3 separate regions of the Mus musculus genome follow, and all the other regions are linked to region 1. A link is a contact called in public promoter capture Hi-C data. All regions are on one chromosome and are shown on one strand. Each heading gives the region's core, a stretch centred on a gene start, on an enhancer-like site or on the middle of the called end of the contact. The rest is flanking DNA. Distances are from core to core; before and after follow the strand shown. Region 1 overlaps Zfp957 (zinc finger protein 957). Region 2 overlaps Naa16 (N(alpha)-acetyltransferase 16, NatA auxiliary subunit). Region 3 overlaps Vwa8 (von Willebrand factor A domain containing 8).

The links. Capture Hi-C pulls out chosen DNA fragments and counts their contacts.
Region 2: a promoter capture Hi-C map of adipose tissue shows a contact between it and region 1. The contact joins two enhancer-like sites. A contact is called at or near these places in 2 of 484 Hi-C or Micro-C datasets (both in double positive thymocytes), 1 of 115 datasets of contacts at active chromatin or transcription factors (double positive thymocytes) and 2 of 9 other capture datasets (adipose tissue and embryonic stem cells).
Region 3: a contact with region 1 is called in a promoter capture Hi-C map of adipose tissue. The contact joins two enhancer-like sites. A contact is called at or near these places in 1 of 15 datasets of contacts at CTCF or cohesin (large pre-B cells), 2 of 484 Hi-C or Micro-C datasets (B cells and nephron progenitors) and 2 of 9 other capture datasets (adipose tissue and pancreatic islet).

Annotation. Positions count from the first base shown.
Region 1 is chr14:79,223,744-79,228,894 of GRCm38.p6, reverse strand. Zfp957 (zinc finger protein 957) reads left to right here. Exons shown (of 3, transcript NM_001033215.3): 2 at 5,032-5,151. Among named protein-coding and RNA genes, the nearest start is that of Zfp957, 21 kb to the left of the region's middle. Within about 2 kb of position 2,099, at least 30 of the 459 cell types and tissues checked have an H3K27ac peak or open chromatin away from gene starts, as enhancers often do. A contact at or near this core is called in adipose tissue, where this site is marked.
Region 2 is chr14:79,329,597-79,334,747 of GRCm38.p6, reverse strand. It overlaps Naa16 (N(alpha)-acetyltransferase 16, NatA auxiliary subunit), which reads left to right. Exons shown (of 20, transcript NM_025832.2): 20 at 1-241. Among named protein-coding and RNA genes, the nearest start is that of Rgcc, 31 kb to the right of the region's middle. Within about 2 kb of position 2,682, at least 99 of the 459 cell types and tissues checked have an H3K27ac peak or open chromatin away from gene starts, as enhancers often do. A contact at or near this core is called in adipose tissue, where this site is marked.
Region 3 is chr14:79,158,529-79,163,679 of GRCm38.p6, reverse strand. Vwa8 (von Willebrand factor A domain containing 8) reads right to left here. Exons shown (of 45, transcript NM_027906.1): 39 at 3,559-3,715. Among named protein-coding and RNA genes, the nearest start is that of Gm30970, 26 kb to the right of the region's middle. Within about 2 kb of position 2,954, at least 7 of the 459 cell types and tissues checked have an H3K27ac peak or open chromatin away from gene starts, as enhancers often do. A contact at or near this core is called in adipose tissue, where this site is marked.

The DNA.
Region 1 (5,151 bases), core at 850-3,349:
AAGTGGACTGATCAAGGGATATGCCTGTAGTCTGAAAGACAGAATCCCCCACTCCTAAACTATAAACTGGCTTAAGGCCCTGCTGTTTAGAGTGCTAATATAAACTAAAGAAACTTCTCCTCTCCTGGTAGGGGAGTGTGCGAGACCACAGCACATCTCTAATCGTAGCCTAAACAAGTCAGGGATAGCTGAAATGAAACTGTTAGGTGCTGGGCCTATATAAGCTTCCTGGCTCATAGATAGGGGGGTGGGGTGGGGTGGTTGTGTTGGTCCAGATGAAGTGAAAGGGGAGAGATCTGTCTGCCTTAGGGTCTCCCTGACCTCATGTCTGTTCTATTAATCTATCAGTCCATATTACTCCCTGCATCCAGCCCAGGTAGACAGCAAGCGTGCTACGCACCCCTGGTGACTGTCTAGATTGGCAGAACCGCCTTGCAACTCACCACGTGTAACCTGGATTCAAGTCCCTGTAACTTAGAAAGCCCTAGACACAGAAAACAAAATGCCCAGTGTTTGGCCCTGGGCCACTACAAATCTCAGAGTGTTAATAAACCAATATTGGGGCCACACAGATGAGAAAGCATTGATTCAGTAAATACTTCATGGAACATAATTGTGTTAAAATCCAAGGAATCTGCCACGAAGGTCTGATAGGACCTCTAGTCTGCTAATGTCAACAGAGTCCCTTGGTTACTTCCTGCCTGTAATGAGCTCAGCTCCGTGATAAAATGAGTCCATCCTGTCCCGGGACATGAAGTCCCCACGAGAGGCCAGCATCTCACAGACTAAATGTGGATGGTCTCCACCTTTCTTTTTCAAACAAACATCCAAGTTAGATAGGTGTGGATACAACAGAAGAAATTACCCTTGGGTGTGGAGCCTCTGAATAGCAAAGTAAAGTAACAGAGGAAGGAATTCTATGGCTTCTACTCAAGGAATCTGTGAGAAAGGCTAGAATCCCTCTTGGCTTCTGGAGAGGGAGAAAAATTTAGTCATCATCTAATTTTTAGGTTAAAAAACAATAGTGAGCTTCTCTCTCTCTTAGAGAAGAGACAGGGAGAGGATGGAGATGCATACAGGCATCTAAAGTAAAACCCCAAAGGTTTGTGTGATGTTGGGTGGAAAATGACTCCCCAAATCTCCTCAAGGGGTATTCCTTCTTCTAGCTCCTGGATTGGGTCTCACCTGTGAGATGACCTACAGCCTCCACAGTGATGTCAACACAGAAGATTTAGTTCTGTGCACCCATCTCAAGTCAGTGGAACAGTTCAGCTTGCTTCCTACAACATAATAGATGTTACAGCAGTTGTTTTCAATCCGTGGGTTCAAACCCCTTTGTGTGTGTGTGGTAGTAGCAGTTATGAGGTAGCAATGAAAATAATTTTATGGTTGGTATCACTACAATGTGAGGATCTGTGATAAAGGGTCTCGGTATTAGGAAGGGTGAGAACCACTGTGCTAGACTGAGAAGCAACAGTGTCTAAGCAGTGTCTCCTTGTTAGAATATAGACCCACCAGCCTGAGACTTCAGCACGCCTAGAACTTGGCAGTGGTCCCCTCCCCTTTCCAGATGAGGGAGGGTGCTGTCAGGGCCTGGCTTGGTTTATAATGACCTTAATGAGCAAGTGAGTGTTCGTCAGAAGAGCTTGGGTTCCAGTCCTTAAAAATTCTCAATATAAATATATTCTCTATATAGAATAAAGCAATTCTATTTTTTTTAAAGCTACAAGTACACAAGTGTACTTACTATAAATATAGAGTAGAGGCTGATTAAGGATGGGCGACTTTGCCTCCAAAGGACAGTTGGCAATGTCCGCAGACATCTTTGCTAGGACTGCCACAGCATCCAGGGTACCGTGTCTGCAGCTTCTTAATCACCCACATCAAAGACCCACCGGCCTTCTGATTCACTGAGTACTGCCGAGGTCTAGAGGCCCTGGCCTATGCACATAGAGAGGGATTCAAGCGCAATTGCTGTCCTTTAGGAACTCTTCTGAGTGGGGTATTGTGGGTAGTGACAATGCAGGAGGGACAGTGTGGCTGTGGCTGTGGCTGTGGCTGTTGGGTGTCTAACCCCTTCTGTGGTGAGCTGTTTACTATAGTCTGTGCTGTCTTGGGGTAGAAATGAATGGTAAGATTCTTTCTACCTTCAGGCACACCTGGGCCACACACGTGTAGATTGTGGTTCTGGTGGGAAGAGTTCGGAACGGGAAGACTGGTGCAGAGTAGCATGTGGCTGCTCTCAAGCTGTCACCTTCAGGAATCTTCCTGGTGTCTGTTTATCATTCTCTCTTCTTCCGGTCCCTTCATGTTCTTGGGAACTTGAACTTCTGGGCCAGCCTGGTGCCCTCTCATCTATGCCACATTCCACTGAGTGGCTTTCCCTTGGGTTAGAGTTCTCAAACTCTCTGAGTTAGTCTCATCATTGAAGACACCTTGCTTCTAGAGTCAAATTTGGAAATACTCGTGAATGAAAGAAAAGATGCCTGGGATTTGCCTCAGAATACTCTGAAGAGAGGGTGTGAGGAGACAGAGGGAGATGACAGAATCTGGTTTGCTAAGGCCCTGGATGACAGTCTGCCGGTGTTTATTTTATCAGTTGCTGTGAACATTTAGAAACCGTGTCTGGCTTTCAGAGGCCAAGCCTCGGGTAGTTGCCAAGTAGAGAGAAAGCAGTTCTCCTCAGCTCTCTTTTGGAGGGTGTCTGAGCATGGGCCTGGCTCAGCAGGAGGCTTTAACGTCCTCCTGCATACATGGAAGGTCGGAGCGCCCATCTAAGGGTGGCCTGGGAGCTAGCAGGGACGCGACATTGGGACATTAAGGGAGATGGGTCTGTCAGGATGTGCCAGAGGTAAAGCTGAGGCACGGGACAACCCCTGAGAGCTGTCTGAAGGAGCCCCTCAGGGTGCAGGCCAGTCTGCAGTCCACCGGCTGATGTGGCACATAATATGGCAGTGCCTAGGACTCCGGGGCTCAGAGAAAGATCAAATCAACATGACGTCCTGGAGCCTTAAAACCAAATAAGAGTGTCTGGTTCCCTTCCGCCTCCTCAGCCAGGGGCTGCCAGTCCTTGGAGTTGCTATCCGCCACACACTTCTTTCATCCTGGGGACATGTGCCTTCTTTGGGTTCAGGGTTTACTGCCTTCAGCTTCAGCTCAGTATAGTCCTCGTACGGCCTCAAAGCCTGGACGTGGGCTCAGCCCTTACCAATCTCTCCTCAGCCTCTGGCTTCCAACAGCAAGCCAGCGCACTTCTGGTGTCTGTCACAGCTACTTGAGTTTGTCGACAACTCTTTTCTCCTGTGAGGACTGACTTGGGTCTGTGTAGTGGATTACAGGGGAAAATGACACTGTCACTCCACCATGAAGAGGCAGAGCTGCTGCCCCTTCCCTTCATTTCTGAGCCATCAGGAGGTCGCAGAGGAAGCCAGGCCAGGCCAGCTCCCTGCTAAGTGAGAGGCAATTACCCCCTTTAGCCAGCTCACCTCAGAAATCACACAGAGAGGCCGCATGGGAAACAGAGGCTTAGAGATTAGGTCATAGACAGGCCAGCCGTCCCTGGGTCCTAGGAGAGATCCTTGAAGACTCCAATCCTGGGTATCTTGTCTGTAGTCCTATGAGAAAACCAAAAAAGTCACTCACCTGAGCCTTAGCAACTCACAGAAGCACAGGAGTAGTACACACTTGCTGCTTTCAGATAGTAAGGTTAGCTGGTACGTTTGGCAGCATTGTTCCTGGGAAAACTGTGGCTTCTAGCTAGTAGAAAGTCCCCTACAATAAAAACCCTCTACATTTTGTTCATCAGCCAGGGCTCCCTGAAGGTCCTCAGTATAGAAAGAGGGGGGAGCTACTACCATCACTTAAACATGGGTCAGACCCAGAACTACTGCAACCTGTGTTTCTTCCCCATGTGGTCGCTGACTTGGATGGAAAGGGAAAATCCTGTATCCTTAGATTTCCCTGAGGCTTCATCATCAGCTAAGAGGGGGTATCAGATCTCTGTCTCTCTCTGTCTCTGTCTCTCTGTCTCTCCCTCTCTCTCTGTCATGGGACATCCTCCTAATCATCTGGGACCAAGCCTGGACCTTTCTCCCAATGTGCATAGCACTTGGCAGTTACTTACCTAGTAGGATGCTGAAGCTAGACTTGTTTCTACAAAACCAGGGCCTTTGGACGGCTGGCCCTTCTACTCTTCTACCTCTGCACCTGCAGAAAGGACACCTCTGTTGGGTGGAATTAAGGGAAGTCTCCTTTCTGTCAAATGGTGGTCCAAAGGACAAATGAGGGGACCAAAGAATGGGGGAAAAATGGGGCACCCGTGTTTGTCAGCATCTTCTCAGATCCTTCATAAGTCCTTGAGGAAAGTGGAGTTACAGGGTTGCCTCATAGGCATGCAGATGTCATTGTAGAATCATGGCTTGACCCAGGTCAGCAAGGCCACATCTGCCTCTCGGTCGCCACACCGCATAAGCAGGCAGGTAGGGAAGATGGGTGTACAAGGTACAGCTATCACTCTCATCTGAATCCTAGAGGATGCTTTCCTTCCTCACCAGCGTGCTGGCTTGCTAGCCAGGGCAGATGCCGAGTTTTTAAGGATCAGGCATTTCTCGTATTTTACTTGAATTAAGTTATTTGGAGTCTATCCACAAAAGTGTCTAGGGAGTGGAGCAACAAGGGAAGAGGTCACAGCCATCACGGCAGGTCTGGAGGTAGCTACTGAATAGTTTATGTCTTAGGGACCTGTCCAGATGGCCCTATGGGTGTTAACTAGGGGCCCAGGAGACTGTGTCAAAGGCTATTCTATTTGGAATTGAAACAGAACCTGTTTCCGACACAGTTTGTCCCAGAAGATTTGCCATTCTCTCTCTCCTCTGATTCCTGGCCACCACCCCACCAAGCTGGGGGAAGGATCGCTCAAACGCCGGCACACTTGAGTCAGCTTGTAGTCGTACCTCTTTATTATGCACACTGGAGAGACCCACAGCTCGGGAAGATTGCATTTTTTAAGTCTTTTTTTTTTTTTTTTTTAAGGCTTTGAAATATGTGCAGGGCTGGAGGTGGAGAAGCAGGAAGCGAGGCCTGGCAGATGAGCAATGTTTCCTTGGAGACTTGGATTTGATTTCAGTTCTGCACAGAATACCCCTCAGCCTT
Region 2 (5,151 bases), core at 1,433-3,932, 110 kb before region 1:
TTGGACAGTATTTGAGGGGAGCCCTTTTTGCCATATCTACATCATGGAATCACTCCATTTCTCAGTGTCAATATGTCTGTAAATCTACCTGATATAAACCCAGAGAGATGATTTTATTTAGACAGTTCTAATTAAAGTGGTTTTCCTTTATTTCTTAGATTCATAGCTATTGAAGAGGAAAAAAGATCACTGTAAAATAATGCCAACCTAGACAATGCTACAATAAATTATTTCATGCAGAGTTGCTTGTTTATATCTTTTATTATTTTGTATCCATACTAGAAAAATATTTTTTGGGAAAGTAGAAACTTAATCATCTCAATCTTTTCAAGTTTATAGAAAATGTGACTGTCAATAACCAACTTCCAGATATGCTTTGGTGCCACAGTAAATAGGATTCTTTGGTGTTTTAAAAGTATAAAATGGGGCCAGGCATGGTGGTACACTTCTTTTATCCCAGCACTTCAGAAGATCTCTGAATAGGAGGCCAGTCTGCTCTATAGATGGAATTCCAGTCCAGCCAGGGATACGTGTTGAGACACTGATTTAAAAAAAAAAAAAAGAAAAACTAATGGCTATTTGTCATGAACTGTCCTGGCAAGTAAGAAAAGGATATTGGTCATGGACTATCTGTCCTGGCAAGTAAGTCATTCCTCTTAATGCCAACAGGATGCTGGTTGAATACACTGGAAACTGCTTTCAACAGCAGCCTTTCAAAGGCATTGGTGTGGAGGGTGGTGCAGAAGAGATGGCTCAGGAGTACACACTGGCCCAAGTTCGCTCCTTGCACCCACTCTGGGTGGTTTATAACAGTCAGTGGCTCACAGCCTGAGGATCTCACATCCTCTTCTGGCCCCTGTAAGCACTTGTACTCATGCACAAAACTATACACGTGGATAATAAAATTATTTTAAAAGTTTATTATTTTTAACTATTTTCTTGGATAATTTAGTGTTTCTGAGAATTCAGTGTATGTGCAGTTGAGATGTGAGTGGTCAGATGTAGGCCCGTGGTACTTCCTAAACTTCCCTTACCTCAGCCAGAGCTGATGTGTGGGTAGAATGGGGAGGGGAGTTGCTTGGCATTGATATCCCCAGAACTGCCTTGCCAAGATCATGGTTAACCAGGTCTATGACAGAAACGTAATCCAATTTAAAAGAAAAAGCCAGTATTGGAAGATTTCTGTATATGTGCACTTGTTTTCTGGCTTGCCTCTTCTAACTCTTCCAGTCTCCCTGAACACATCTATTCTCAAGTTCTGGTAGTTTTAAATCGCAGATCTCCCTCCTGATTTACTTCTTGTGCTTTGGTCATAGATAACTAGGTAACTCATCTATACAGACATCATCAAAGGTCAGGTCAGGTCCTTAAGCTGTTTCTCAGCAATAAAGTTACATAGAAAGCTGGTGCCAGAGAAGTGGGCATGCTATGGTTTAACCCTGCCGGGTGGCTCAGAGACCTTTGGTTTGAAGGAGGAGTGTTTTGCCAGCATCTTAAAGAGTTACAGGGTCACAGAGGTTTCACCAAAGTTCGAGAAAGCAGAAGAGCCAGGGCTAAGTTCCCTGCAGGGAATCCCTGAGCAGGTGATTCTAGGATGCTGGAGATGCCAGAAAGATGTTTGGTGCTGGAAAAAAGCTGTGGGCTCTGTGAAGCTACCCCCAAGGTAGCTTGTGCTGTGAATGGTAGGTCTGGGCACATAGCTCTTCAAAACTCAGATCATGACACTATGTGACCCTGATGGCACATGGAGCTTCAGGGTTTCATGTTTTCTCTGCGAGTGTTCATCTTGCTTTGACTCACTGTTCCCTTGCTGTGTCTCATTCTTTCCTCTCGGACTAGGAATGTTGACCAGGAATGAATTAATAGGGAGTATGCATAACTTGGTTTTCGATTTTACAAAATTTCCAACTAAGAGAATGGTTTTGAATGTCAGAAGGTATTTTAGACTTTTGAGCAATACTGAGACCTTATTAAGACCATAGGGACTTGAAGTTGGACTGAATATATCTTTTTAAAAGAAAGATTTATTTATTTTATGTATATGAGTACACTGTAGCTGTACAGGTGGTTGTGAGCCTTCATGTGGTTGCTGGGATTTGAACTGAGGACCTCTGGAAGAGCAGTCAGTGTTCTTAACCGCTGAGCCATCTCCAGCCCCTGAATATATCCTAAATTATGGAATTTGCAGTATGAAATGAGAGCTGTGGATTGCGTGCTATGGTTTGAATCAGAAGTGTCCCCCACAGGCTTATGTGTATGCGTTCTGGTCCCAGCTTGTGCTATTTTAAAAGCCGAGGAGCCTTTAGGAGTTGGCAGAAGTTAAGTCAGTAGGCCCTTTGAAGACAATACCCCCTCTGCTGCCTGTCTGTCATCATGAGCTCCTCCACCCATATTCTCTGCTTTGATGGACTGAGGGCCGTGAAACCATGATCCACAGCAAACCTCTCCTCCCTCATGTTTTTGGGATATATTTGTGTCACTCTGATAAGAGAGTAGCTAATCAGTTCTATTCATGAAATTGGGATTTCACCCAAGCCTGCTAATGGCAAAGCCAGACCAGAAACCAGGGTGTGTGGCATTCCTGCCTGCATGCTTCCTTCCTGGTGCTACCGCTCTGGCCCAGACCCGCATGGGTAGCCAGAGCAATTGCAGGAGGGTTAGCTGCTTACTGATGCTGCAGGTTCCGGGTCTCCCTGCCTGTGCCCCGCAGGGCCACTTCTGACAGAACAACTCAGTGCCAAGTGTTTGAGACTTCAATAGCTTGGGTTTTTCAGATCGTTGGCCTGTCCCGTCACTTTCCTTTCCTGGTCTCATAGTTGTCCCATGCAGCACCCAGTGCTGAATAATTTGCTTAGCCTTGCTAAGACTTAGTTATCCTGTCAAATGGGAGTTATAATTTCTACCTCAGATCTGTGTGTGTGTGTGTGTGTGTGTACATGAGTGTGTACATGAATGTAGTGACTAACACATAACTGATGAATAAATACTAATACCTTACGATTTTTATTTATGTGTGTGAGAGACAAACAAGGACCGAGACAAAGAAGCAGAGAGACTCGGGGGCCAGGGAGGGAGGGAGGAGAAAGCAGGCACACTCGTGCCACAGTGCTTGTGTGGAAGTCAGAGGACTTTTGGGTACTGTTTCTCTCCTCCCACCGTGGGTTCCAGGGATCAAGGTCATGTTGTCAGGTTTGTGTACCAAGTGCTTGTACCTGCTGAGCCACCTTGCCAGTTCTAAGTACCAGCTCCACTCTCCTGATGGAGACTGTCAGTCAGAATCTCTTTATCTCTACGCAGGGCATGCTTTCCTTCTGCTGTGCTCCCCGCCCCACCCCCCGCCCCGCCCCACCCCTACCCCCGCGCGCGCTTCCTGTCTGCGGTGCATCCGCAGGCATTTCCTCCTCCCAGAAACATTGCCTGTTGTATTCTAGTAACATGCAGTTTTTATATCTATTTACTGTTTTACCACCCGTCACAAAAATAATACCCAGCATTCATCAGGTATCTTTTGTGCAGCTAGTACAGCGGCCAGTCCTTTGTGCACATTTTCACAACAGTCCTATGTCACAGCAGTCGAGGATCGGGCTGTATGTTAATTGCATGTCATCGATAAAGTAAGTCAGTGTAGCACAGTGAGATCTTTGTGGCTGTGAACTCTAGCATTCATTTTTACACTCCTGGTACGTCCCTATATGTAGTGTGAAAATGCTTGTTGAATGAGTAAATGCTGTATTTCTTCCTCTTCTTCCATCCTAACTGAAGTGGGTTGAAATTATTTTTGATAGTTAGGAAAATAGATATAAAGAATTTTGTTTCAAGTAAAAGAAACAAAGCTAAATAAAAGTTATTAATAGTATCTGCATCACCCACTGGCAGATATTTTCTTTTTTATTGTGCCATTGCTTTTCTTCTATTTTGTAGGTTTTATCTAGTTATTCTTATTTTTTGAAATTATTACATCATTTCCCTCTTCCATTTCTTTCTTCCAAACCCTCCCATATAACTCTTCTTGCTGTCTTTCAAATCCATAGCCAAAGGTATTAACTGTTGTTATATGTATATGTGTATATGTACATACCTATATTCTTTTTTAAAACATTATTTATTTATTTATATCCCAAATGCTGTCCCCTTCCAGTCTTCCCTCACAAAGTCTCTCCCTATATCCCATCCCCTTTTCCTCTGAGAGAGTGGAGCCCCGTGGGTATCCCTCCAACCCTGGCACATCAAGGCTCTGCAAAATTAGGCTTAGCCACTGAGGCTAGCCAGGGCAGCCCTGTTGGGGAACAGATTCCACAGTTAGACAACAGCTTTACGGACAGCCCAGCTCCAGTTTTGGGGGAACCCACATGGAAACTGAGCAGCATTTAATTGGTACATTAATGTGGGGAGCCTCAGACCACCCCATATAGCTCTTTGGTTGGTGGGTCAGTCTCTGAGAGCTCTCAGTATTTACCAACAGGTTAAGATGACTGACAGGGAAGACCAACAGGTTAGTTGATGCTGGGGAGTTCCTACCCCCTTCAGGGCCTTCAGTCCTTTCCTCAGCTCTTCCATAAGAGTCCCTGACCTCTGTCCAATGTTTGGCTGTGGGTATCTGCATTTGTTTCAGTCCGCTGCTGGGTAGAGCCTCTCAGAGGACAGTTATGCTAAGCTCCTGTCTGCAAGCGTAACAGAGTATTATTAATAGTGTCAGGGATTAGTGCTTGCCCATGAGATGGGTCTGGTTATTGGTTGGCCATTCCTCCAGCCTTGGCTCCATGTTTGCCCCTTTATTTCTTTTAGACAGGACAAATTTTGGGTCAAAAGTTTTGTGGGTGAGCCGGTGTCCTTATCCTTCTACTGAGGGGTGCTGTTTGGCTATAGGAGGTGACGTCTTCAGGTTCCATAACCCCACTGTTAGGTGGCTCAGCGAAGGTCACCACATTGTCTCATACCTATATTATATCTTAAATACAATGTTCTTGGTCTGTAGAATGTTACTTATGTGTGTACCATTTGGTATCAGATAACCAATTGCTGTGCCCCTCCCGGAGGAAAACTGTTTCTCCGACTTTCAGCATTCTTTAGTTGCATGTAATTCTTTATGCAGAGTGTAGGGTTTTTTCTTTAAAGAAAATTAGTAATTATAAAGATTGAAAAAAATACAAA
Region 3 (5,151 bases), core at 1,705-4,204, 66 kb after region 1:
TGTGACAGCCACAATGTGCTAATTTAACACACATTTCTGTGTAAGTCTATAAATAGTAAAGGTGGTGATACCAGGACAAAGAATATGGAATGCACTCTCAATCGCCTAAGCATACATGACACAATTGTCTCAATTTGTGTGTGTGTGTAGGCAGAGAACCTATAGGCATAGCTGAAATTACATATGAAGTACATTTAACGCTTCCTCAAATGAGGGAGAATGAGTGGTTTCTATTCTTCACTCTCAGAGAAAACGCTGGGAAAAATATAATCAGAAAGGTGGAAGCTCAGGACTCCATGTGTGTATGTAATAAGACCGTATCTTATTTTTTGAGTCTTCAATACTGAGCACAGTGCCTGATACACAGTGACACTCAATACATGGTGTTATGTAATAATTTGAAAGCACTGCTATCAAAAAGTAAATATAGACAAAGCCACTCTAATATCTAATGCCATCCCCTCAAGGTGACATGCCAAGATGTCCTTCTAAATCATATTAGCTCTCTATTCTAAAGAACAGAGAGGAATCCGTGCACGAGACTTCACTCCTAACAACACACGTGTGTTTAGTTTTCACAGTCTGAGTTCTCTGTAAGTTTCACTAGGTCAGGTTATGGCTACAGTTTTAGGGAACAGAAGCAGGGCACAGTGAACACTTTAGGATATGCCATATACCACCTCATGTGTAGGCAGCCAAATGCACTTTCTCAAAGAACTCAGGTCAGTACGAATCGGGAACTGTTTGGACAGAGCTTGTCTTTGGAGCACGGTAGGTGGGAAAGGAGCCAGAGGAGGGAATGAATACACACAGAGAAGAGGACCCGGCAGCTGGGAAGCCGCCTGGAGCACACTGGCCTCGGGAGAGATCAGAGTTAGCTCTAGTTACATAGCTATCTCAGGGGTGATCACCGTGCACCCCTAACCATCCCATGCCAATTTAAGTACGAGGAAATCTGGAAATCATATTTTGGGTTATGTCAGCCTTCGCTAGGACACTCAGAGGATGCTCGCTCACAGGAGATAATACGTCCTGAATGTTAAAGGCTGAAGCGGGAAATAAAAGACTAAAGAAGGGAACTTTAACCTCTGGGTTAGACGAGCCTGGGAATCCATGTGGATAAACAGCATGCTGTTGGTGGTACATGCTTAAAGGTGTATTTATCATTATGTAAGAGTGTGGGAATCTTATTTTACTTCTTCTATAGGTTAGACTTAAATACTATAATTTGGATTAAAGTGTGAGGAGGAAAGCAAACACAAGCTGAGACCTACTGTGTGGAGTTGCTTAGTTATGCAAATGGGGGTGGGTGCAGTCTCACAAACAGACACACACACACACACACACACACACACACGCACACACACACATATACACACACGCACACGCGCACGCACACGCGCACGCGCACACGAACGCCCCACCAGACAGCTTTTCCAAGTGTGCTTGAGCCAGTGCAAGCACTTCCCTGTCCCCACTCCCCTGGTGTCACACATTTCTGGATGTGATCTACAAGTCTTAGGCTTGTGTCTCTCCGATAGACAGCGTCAATTGATCAGTTCTTGAGGTGCAGGGCTAATATCTGTTTTAAATCAATGCTAACTGAATGCTGTGAATGACGTGGGGAGGTCCTTTGTACCAGGGAAGACTTCTAACTAATGGTGAGGACTGCTTAGTCAGTCCATCGTAGGACAGGAACCAACAGGTGAAAGCCGGCTCCTGCACGCACGTGTGTTGCTCATTCTCTGTGTGTGTTTGCCCCACTCCAGGCTCTGTCCTCGTGCAGCTTACAGAGGAGGGGAGAAGCCATCCCTCCCACAAGTGATAAGATGGGAGAGAGTGGTCGGTGTTAGAGACAAGATACAGGATGCTGTGAAAGCATCTGGACCTGACCTCACTGTGCACATGACTCATTCTGAAATCAAGACGAGAATAAAGAATTATTACCATAGAAATGGATGTGTGTATCGGTGGGCTTGTGGAATTTCTGTCTTATTTAGTTGTGGGTAGAGAGACGGTCTGCAAGATTTATGACAAGATGAGATAATATCTTGGATTAGCTCTAAACAATCCAAAGAGGAGAATGGGATGGGGCAGGGTCTGCAGGGTTCATCATGTGCTTCTCTTTACTTACAGCTGGGCTTGAAAAGGTCCAGAAGAAAAAGTTAAAAGATGCACTTTTGGCAGTGCTGAGTAGACACTTGTCCGGTGGGTCGCAAGCCCACTTCTAAGGTAGTGTTTGTTCTTGCTTTGCTGTGCAGTCTTTCCCAGGGTCTCTGTGTGCTTCATCTCTTTCGTCTCACACCCTGCCTGCTTTCTTCCCTTCACTACCTCATAGGCAGGTACATTCAGCTGTCTTAGGATCACAGGTGGCCCTTGGCCCCTCTCCCTGGAGGTTCTTCATAGTGTCCCGATAGGTTTTGTTCTGGTGGCAGTCAGAGAGGAGCAATCTTAGCTTACTCATGGCTAAGTGCCACTGTGAAAGCTTCCTGCCTCTCATGACCGCTCATGTGCTAGGGCACTCTGTATGACCAAGTAAGCAGAATCAGACTGGATAATCACTTGCGAGGGCTGGGGCGTGGCAGTAACAGCCCTTTACTAATTGAAGAGGAGAATGACGCATGCCTAATTTCTATTTTTTTCTCAAAGGAAGTTTTATTTTTCATATGAGATGTTGAGTAATTTTAATTCTAATAAGACTTGTCGTTATGACGTGACTTTCCTCCACGTCTTTTGAGAAATGCATACTTTGATCCCTAAAAAGTTTTCTAGTCTCACAACCTCTGGGGGCGGGGGGAAGGGGACTCCCCATTTCCACGGATGCAGCGTGGCACAGGGAGGGCAGAACAGCTGCCCGAGGCTCCAGGGAAGTCAGTGATGAGGCTGAGGGCAACACAGCCCCGACACCTGAAGTTTACCTGCTGCAGTACCACAGGGGTGAGAGGCTTGCGGGCTTTCCTGAGGGCGTGGCGGCTGGACCTGCATTTTTGTCTCTCTTGTTCTCTGCTGTTTACTTGTAGGATGTGAAAGCACGGCATGTGAGAACATTCCAGATGTTCTACGTGGGAGGAATTTCATAACTCACATACTCTTCACCATGTTTTTGTCGGGCTGCCCCAGCTCCTTCCACTGAGCACAGAAATGGAAATCTGCTCTCTGTCCCTCCTCAGTGTGAAAGGGTGCTCCCTGCTGCTTTGAGATTTTTCACTTTTTGCTGAAGGGCACGTGTGAACTTCTAGTAAAATACCCTGTGGAGTCTTCCTTTCTAGTGGGGGGCCAATCAGTAGCCCAAGGCAGCCATGGCATATGCGTCTGAAACCTGAAGGCGCACTTGACTTGAATTTCTAGGCTCTTTTCTTATCTCCAAACCCTAAATGAGGACAGGCCTGTTAGCCCAGAGATCTTTGCCTTTCTTAGTATCATCCTAGGACATAGTCCTTGTGACTCTAGCTTTGAGTGAGTGTGTATGTGAGTGTGAGTGTGTGTGTGTGTGTGTGTGTGTGTGTGTGTGTGTATACTACTCACCTGCACTGTTCTAGATGCACAAGGCACACTCACCTCTGCTGAAATGCTTTCTGGGCCATCTCTCTTGCAGCTCTCTTGACATCCTCAGGAACTGCATCTTTCTCCACCTCAGAGACTTGATACACTGGGTGGCCTGCATCCAAGCGATAAGGACCTCCTTTGCCACCAAGACCTGCGGTGTCTCTTCCCCCTGGAAAGAAATCAAGGGGACACAGTTGTTATGTCTAGAACCTGGCCACAAACCAAAAGTCAGATCATGGCTCTAAGACAGTCCTGTGAGAATATTAACTGAATGGTGGTTAAAGCCTCACACCACCTTTGCCCAAACTCTAAGATGCCCCTGCGTAGGATAACTTTTTTTTTTATTTCATCCATCCTGATCTGCATATACGTTAAGGTTCCGTCCACACTCAACCTGAACAATTCACCGGATGTCTCTGCTTTGTAGGGAGGGGGTCGGTGATTTTGTGCACTGTCTGCAGCCCGGTAAGTTTTCCTTAACGGTATGATGGCTAGATGTCCTTGTTCTTCTGCCCTAGATGAGTGGCCCTGTGACAGCGACTGTAAGTATTACATAGCCACTGGTTAAAAGGGGCAACTCTCCTTCTAGTTATCCACTTTCCCTAAAATACCAACATATAGATAAAATGTCTATTGTTATGAAAATGATTCACAGAGAGACTGAATGACATCTCTGTGGCCTTGCATCACTTGCTCAGCCAGGAGCTGACGCTGATAATTATGTTTTGAATAATGCTCAACAGATAAACATCATTAGCTTCAGAACAGTTGTTTCTGAATAAGCCTAAGTTTGCATGCCTGTAAGTACACGTCACAAAATGCCGCATGAGCTATTTATTCTAAAATGAAAGTTAGATGCCTATAAGGCTAGCTAGTAGTATTTTAAAGGGGTAGAGACACTGGCCAATTACACAGGAATGCTTGGTCTAATGTATGTTCAAATTTAAATTATTTTAAAGCATTGTGTTGACCAAAGAAAATATGTACATCTATTGGCCGCATTTGGCCTTTGTATGAATGATGTATTATCCTTGCTCCTAGATAACTAGCAACCAGGCCCCTTTGTTTATGCATATGTAATTTGGGAATTTAATGAGAATCTAGTATTGGAGAGGCAGTGCCATATTGCACAGACTAGCACCATACTGCAAGCTGGTTGAATAATTAAGACAGACTGAGTTTGAATCTGGTTTCAACTCAATAACTGGGTCATCAGAGAAATTACTGATTTTCTCTGTGTCTCAGTGCTAACCTACAACACGGGAGGGCGATACCTGCCTGATGGGATTTTCACACAGCCAAACTGCTTGGGAATGCATCTGGCATGCAGTAAGAGCTACGTGAGTGAGTGCCCTCATGATAATTATTTAATTCAGTGACACAGAGAGTGAGGTCATTTCTAGATTCATATGGTGGAAAACTGGAAACCTTCTAGACTTTGGATAAATTATGTTACTCTCCTCCACTAGAGCTTTGATTTGTCTAATAAATTAAAAATGAGAACTTGGCATGAACTCTTTGCTTCATCAAAGTCCAGGTAGGTCGCTCCCTCTGGGGAAGCACCATGAGAGCGGGATAACTATTAATCACAGTATTTCAGTCTTG